Linked DNA regions of Mus musculus: region 2 is linked to region 1. Evidence: chromatin contacts called from public promoter capture Hi-C data. All regions are on one chromosome and are shown on one strand. Each heading gives the region's core, a stretch centred on a gene start, on an enhancer-like site or on the middle of the called end of the contact. The rest is flanking DNA. Distances are from core to core; before and after follow the strand shown.

The links. Promoter capture Hi-C pulls out the DNA fragments that hold promoters and counts their contacts.
Region 2: a promoter capture Hi-C map of pre-B cells shows a contact between it and region 1, with 3 times the contacts expected there. The contact joins the enhancer-like site here to the promoter of Pik3r6 in region 1. A contact is called at or near these places in 19 of 39 promoter capture datasets (the 3T3-L1 cell line, 3T3-L1-derived adipocytes, the C10 cell line and 13 more), 2 of 484 Hi-C or Micro-C datasets (B cells and beige adipocytes) and 1 of 115 datasets of contacts at active chromatin or transcription factors (large pre-B cells).

Annotation. Positions count from the first base shown.
Region 1 is chr11:68,501,246-68,504,806 of GRCm38.p6, forward strand. Pik3r6 (phosphoinositide-3-kinase regulatory subunit 5) reads left to right here and starts at 1,774. Exons shown (of 20, transcript NM_001081566.2): 1 at 1,774-2,002.
Region 2 is chr11:68,717,989-68,721,331 of GRCm38.p6, forward strand. Myh10 (myosin, heavy polypeptide 10, non-muscle) reads left to right here. Exons shown (of 41, transcript NM_175260.2): 3 at 3,332-3,343. Among named protein-coding and RNA genes, the nearest start is that of Myh10, 28 kb to the left of the region's middle. Within about 2 kb of position 1,308, at least 33 of the 459 cell types and tissues checked have an H3K27ac peak or open chromatin away from gene starts, as enhancers often do. A contact at or near this core is called in pre-B cells, where this site is marked.

The DNA of each region.
Region 1 (3,561 bases), core at 524-3,023:
CTCCCCCCACCCCCACGTCTGTCACTCGTGTGCTCACTTTCCACTTGCTTTACTGAAGGAGCCAATCTTTCTCTTCACATGGATGTGGTGACTAAAATCTGAGGACCATTACTATCCCAAAACTTACTGGGCAGGAGAAGGCGGGTCGGGCAGGCAGGCAATGGCCTCAGAACACCAGCGAAGAGGGAAGAGACGCTAGAGAGAATTAACCCCGGGTATGTGGGAGAGTCTGGAAAAAAAGTAGGGGGAGGGAGGCAGAGCCAGAGAAGAAATGACACTCATCCCTGGACTGTGTTTTTCTAAAGGCTTTCTCTTAAAAAATGAAGGCAAGACTAGAACCTAGTGAGGGCCTTACAAGGATGTCAAACAAATAAAAACCAGTACTTCCAAAGCTGCAAGCGATAGAAGCCCACATTAAAAAAAAAAAAATCAAAACTTTAATCTTTAAAAGGCAGGGAAATTTGGATCACATAGATGAGCTGACTAGAAGTAGATTAGGCAACAGGGTTTTAGGCATGACTGGATCTAGGTGCTTCAAAGACAGTATCACTATTGATCTGCCTGACACTCTCCAGAGCCAATTTACCAATAGGATGTGACCATAGAGTCTGTGACTTTTTAAAAGAGGCCTAAAAAGTGTGTTGGAGATGTTCCTGTGTTTTTTATTTCAAGTCTGAGATAGAGGAGGAGGGGAAGAGGGAGGTGGAATGAGAGGAGGCCAAGGAGGTGGAGCTTCCTCTCAGTGCCCAAACTGTCCTTCCCTAGCCTTGACATTTGCCACCACTGACCACTGGTCCCTTCTTGACATTCCTGCCCAGCTTTTCCTCTTGCCCCTTTGCCCTGTTTCCTATTCTTCCCCGAGAAGAGAGATGACCCAAGAAAAACATTGGAAGGAGAGTCCCATGGCCTCGATGGTTTTTGTTTGTCTGTTTAGAGACAGGCTAGCAATATGCAGCCCTGGCTGGTCTGGATCTGGATATGTAGACAAGGCTGGCCTTGAACTCACAGATCTGCCTCTGCCTCTGCCTCTGCCTCTGCCTCTGCCTCTGCCTCTGCCTCTGCCTCTGCCTCTGCCTCTGCCTCTGCCTCTGCCTCTGCCTCTGCCTCTGCCTCTGCCTCTGCCTCTGCCTCTGCCTCTGCCTCTGCCTCTGCCTCTGCCTCTGCCTCTGCCTCTGCCTCTGCCCCTGCCTCTGCTTCTGCCTCCAAAGCATCTGGATCAAAGGCATGGACCACCACACCTGGCAGCCTGGGTAGTTAAGAACCTTCACTAGGGTGCGGAGAGGCTGCAGTGAGGAGCTACTCAGGGGTGAGATTAAGGAAGTGGCTCAAGGACAGGCTTTGTCACAGCTCAGGACAGAGCCCACAGGCTGGGGAGGCAGTGCTGAGCAGACTTGATGTGGTCTAAGATGCAAATGTGGGGGACAGATGCTGGGATGACACAGGGTTTCTGTTCTGAGGTGACAGAGATGCTGGTTTGGTGTGAAATAGTTCAGCCTGTGCATGTCAGATGTCAGGAGGTTAACAGACATCTGGTCCCTCATGCCCACCGTAGGATGGGACATAAGTGGGGTACCTGGACCTTTGGAAAGGCTAGATTTCTGCTTCAGAACCTCATCAGCATGAGAGTGGACATATCCATCCCTTGTGGAAATGTTCATCCCTCCAGACAGGTCACTTGCATTAGGCCAGAATAAGGAACCCCCAGGGACAGTGAGTGACCACACCCACTTCTTTGAAAAAAAAAAAAAAGCCTCAGCAGGATATGCCTGGGAGGGGCTTTGTGGGCCATGAGGAAGGGGAAGGGGAAGGAAGGGGAGGGACAGGACTAGCTGTGTGAGGAAGAACTTTTTCTGCAGATCTCTAGAGTGGACAGTCAGGACGACAAGCTCTCTTTGGCTCCTTTGGGACATCTGGTCCTTGGGGTTGCTGGCCTCCTGAACAGGACCTCAGGAGCTCATTGGCTGGAGGGTCTGGGGACGTGGACAACTGTGGTCCAGCTAAGGTAGGTTCTGACTGGGGCAGAGTGTCTGAGGAGGGAGTTGGGAGAGACAGGGCTGGACCCAGATGAGGTTCAACATGGAAGCGGCTGGTGGATGAAGAGCCCTAAGGAGCCCACGTCTCAGAAGGCTGGTCCTGCTGTGACAGTAAGAGCACCTGCCAGCTATTTCTGTTCAACCTATTTTCCAATGAGGAGAGGACCCAAGATCTTGTGAGGAGACCTTTCTTGTTTTACCCCTCGAACTCTGTGCCTGTTAGCGATAATAGGGTAAGGCCAATGCTGTATAGCTGTGATTCTTTCAGGAACTAGAGGTTGGGTGGGTAAGTGCTTCAATGCCCATCTTGGGTCAGGAATAGACCAAGACTCAGCGCAGGGAAGTAAATCGCAGCAGGTCACAGAATAAATGAGCGAGCAGGGAGAATCCTGAATCCCTGTCTATGTTGCTTCCAAGACGTCATCTGTCCATCTCTCTTCTGGGTATTTAGTGACTGTCAGGGCTGGCTGGTGTGGTGTGTATGTGTGTGTGTGCGTGCACTCACACTCTCACAGAGAGACCAGGAGGGGGTACAGGGAGGGGCATCTGTGCTCTTAGGTTGTTGGCCTCCTGCTCCAGGGGCTGAGACAAGGCCTTGGTTGTCTGATACAGTAATATAAGGCAAAAAATTGCTGGTGAGCCGGGACTTGGAGACAGATATAGGGAAAGTGAGGTGAGATCAGGATGAAGCTTCAGAGATCGGGAGGGCTTATATGCAGAGGTGAGGCTGGCCCTGGAGCACCCCTGGAGGAGAGAGCCCAGAGTGCAAATCTCAGAGGCAGGTCAGTAGATATATGATTGAGGATGAGGGAGCAGAGACCTAGAGACTTTGTGTGGCAAAAGATGCAGTGTGGGACTATCCTCATTCATTGATTTAGCTCCGGGCAGGTCTCATGTCTTACCAGGCACAGTTCTCCTGCCCATCCTATGTGACAAGGGCTGCAATGGTGTTTCCTTTAAAGCTGAGGAGGGCTGGGGCTGTTGCTCAGTGGCACAGCACCGTGCCTAGCATGCAAAAAGCCCACAGGTTTGTAAATAGGTATGGAGTAAGAAAGAGGAGAGAGGGAGGGAGAGAGAGAGAGAGAGAGAGAGAGAGAGAGAGAGAGAGAGAGATTGAGAGAGAGAGAGAGAGAAGCCGTTCAGACTTACAATAGCCTCAGTATAGGCTAGGTTAGACCCCAGTCAGTGTGGGCTAGGATGCAGGGCCTCATCACCTGTCACAGGCCTACTGCAATGCCCTCATGCTGTTTCCAAGGCCATGATGCCTGAAAGGCACACAAAGGCCAGGCTTCAGTTCCTGTGGCCCCTCAGCATCCAGGACCCTCGGATCCTCTCAGCCTCCCTGGGAACAATGTTGTTGCTCTTACTGCTCTGTCCTATTCAGGTGTTTCCTTTAAGCACCGCTAGACACCCCAAGGAAGTTGGCCCGAAGCCCTTTACAGAGCCTGCAAGGAGGCAAGGTCTTTAGGAATCTTTAAAATCCTGATTGGCCCTGGGGGCTGAGGAGGGTCCCAGAAACTCAGAGCTC
Region 2 (3,343 bases), core at 58-2,557, 220 kb after region 1:
AATACTTTAATAAGATTTCTGTTTAGCCTTTTGTTACATTGTCCTTGGCAAGCATGAGATGCTAATGATTATTTAATGTTTTCTTTCTGATGACTTAATTCATATTTGTGAGACTTTGTAATCCTTGTCCTCAGAAAACTGCCTAAGACATGTTGGACTTGGTTCTGATTAAATATGTGTCCTGTTCCAATGGCTTACCTCTGCCAGCCACAGTGCAGAGTGTGGCTCCTGATTTGTGTATTTTAGTTTTGAAGGTTTTGTTGTTTTTCATTCTATAATTATTTACCTCTTAAAAACATAAAGTGCAAGGCCACATGCAGTGGCGCACGCCTTAAATTCCAAGCACTTGGGAGGCAGAGGCAGAGGCAGAGGCAGAGGCAGAGGCAGAGGCAGGTGGATTTCTATGAGTTCAAGGCCAGCCTGGTCTACAAAGCAAGTCCAGGACAACCAGGGCTACACAGAGAAACCCTGTATAAAAACAAAACAAAACAATAACAACAACAACAAAACCCCCTGAAGTGCAGATGCTGTAGTATCTTGCCAGGCTATGACCTAACTTTTGACTGAAAAATTATGTTGTATTTAAGAATTCATTAATATGTGGTTATAACTTATTACTGTTATAACATAAACCCATTAACAATTGAGTTTGACTTCCTTTGTTCATCCTTAATAAAATACTTATAAAATTAAGTCTATTTTGTAGTGGACACTTTAAAAGCACAATGATGTTTCCATCTATGCATACTTTGTGTATGTCAACTGTAGCTATCACAAACATGTGTCATACTCATAATTCCTTCCAGCTTTTTGGAATACATGGTCTAAAGTCACCTCATAGTGCAGTAGCTATTCTGTTGCTGTAAAGTCATTTTTATTATCTTTGCTTGTTTTTTGTCGTCTGAGACTGGATTAATTATTGGAAGACTTGCCTGGAAGAAAGTGGAAGAGGGTGGTCTGGGAAGGCCAGGAGCAAGCTAAAGTTGCCGGAGTCTAGGCAAACAAGGCCAGGAGTCTGAGGTAGCAAGAGTGGCAAGCCATGGATCCATCCAGTCTCAGGCAACCACATAAGGTCAGATGAAGTCACACCAGTGGCCTCTAGTCAGGGGCCATCTCACTGGCTTCCCACTTCTGAGAGTGCATTAGAGCCTCAAGGAAAGCCAGAGAGCAGTGACAGAGATGGTCTGGTCACTTGGATTGTCTTGGCAAGCTTTCCTCTTGTTTTAGAATTAGTAACTGCTGCATTCAAAGCAGAGTGGTCCCTAGAGGGCTTTCTGCAGCAATTGCCAAGGATTCAGGCCTTATGAACACAGCTGTTCATTACAGTCCCCTCAGCTGTCCCAGGGGAGCTGGCCACAGAGCTTCAGCAACACTCCTAATCTGCCAGCCACCCCCATCTTCTTTAAGAGATTTGTGTGTCTTTATTTTATGTGTATGAGTGTTTTGGCTGTGTGTTTTATGCGTGTGCACCATGTGCTTGCCTGGTGCCGTGGAGGCCAGAAGAGGGTGTTAGATCCCCTGGGACTGGAGTGACAGACCGTTGTGAGCTGTTATGTGGGCGCTGAGAACTGGAAGAGTCTCTCTTCAAGAGCAGCAAGTGCTCTTAACCACTTACTCATCTCTCTGGCTCTTTGTAGCATCATGTTGCTGGTTATTTGGGCTAACCAACTAAAAGGTCTGTCTCATATACAGCCAAAAAGAGTGTCCTTTCCAAATGCCACAGTCCCCAGTGGCCTGGCACATCTGGAGCAGGGAACATATCTGGAGCCAGCAGGTTTCCCTATCTTTGTTTTTTTCAGTAGTGAGTTTTATAGAATATTGTCAGAAGTCGGTCTGAAAAGATGAAGAGAAGTGTCTAGCATGCCATTTTTTCTTCTTTTCTGAAATGTATGCTATTTTATTATTTCATGTGGAGAGTATTTTGCCTGATGGTATTTATGTACACCACGTGTGGGCTGAGTGCCTGAGGAAGGACTTCAGAGAGGGCATCAGATCCTCTGGGACTAGAGTTATAGATGGTTGTGAGTCACCACGTGGGTACTTCGAATTGAACCTAGGTCTTCTGCAAGAGCAGCCAGTGCTCTTAGTCGCTGAGCCATCTCTTCAGCCCTACTGTCATTTCTGAATGAAGGCTACCATGTGGTCAGGAAGGTTTCCTGAAGTCTTGTAATCCAGGCCATAGATTACTGAGGAGCATTTGGGTTATTGTGACAATGTTTACCATACTTAAAAGTACAAAACTCAATGTTTATTATCACATTTTAAAGTGATAAACCCATATAAAGTTAAGTTATTTTTTATGAAAAAATTTTAATACCAAAAGAGCTGCAAAGTAAATACTTTTTTTTCTTTTTTTGTAAATTCCTTCAATATCTTAGCAAAAGAGTTGGATTCTCATATTTGCTTCTGTATTCTATTTTTTGTGAAGTTACTTGAAAGAAATTTGGCTTTATGCAGATGTTTGAGAATTTGGGGGCTCCGCAGTGTAGAGCATTTGTTGCTCTTCTGGTTTGATTTCCAGCATCCATTGTGATTTGCCCACAACCATCTTAACTGTAGTTCCAAGGGATCTGATGCCCTTTTCTGACCTCCATGGGCACCAGGAATCCACATGGCGTGTATACAAATGTGCAAGCAAAACATTCAAACCCCTAGGATTAAACAACTCTACAAAGAACATTTTAAAGGGATATTTTAATCACATTTCAGATAAGTTGGGAGTATTCTTGCTTGGCATTATACTCAAACTTAGCAAATGGTATTTTAAAGATTAACTGTAACTTGGAGTCTAAATAACACTAACAAGTTTTTTTGTTTTTGTTTTTGTTTTTTTTGAGACAGGGTTTCTCTGTGTAGCCCTGGCTGTCCTGGAACTCACTTTGTAGGACCAGGCTGGCCTCGAACTCAGAAATCCGCCTGCCTCTGCCTCCCAAGTGCTGGGATTAAAGGCGTGCGCTACCACGCCCTGCAACAAGTTTTTTTTAACTTGTGTGTTTGTGAGAGATTAATTGGGGACAGCAAAGGCTGATGATATGGTTGTGAGCTGTTGAAGTTGTGAACTGTGTGGTGTGTGCATTTTACAGGGGAGGGTCATTCACAGAATTGATTTCAGGAGAGTGCCCTAAGTAAATGCTGTTAAACTCCGTGGACTGTGTAGGAAATTGTCCAGGTGAGATGACTTAACTTGGGAGATAAGATGAGTTGTCTGACGGATAAAGATCTCTTATTTAAATAACCATGTTGTTTTTGGCTTATGGTTGTATCTGAGTGAGAAATACAGACTTTGTTTTGACTTTCCTGTTTCTTAACTCTGTATTCCTTTTTATTCTAGACTTACTCTGGA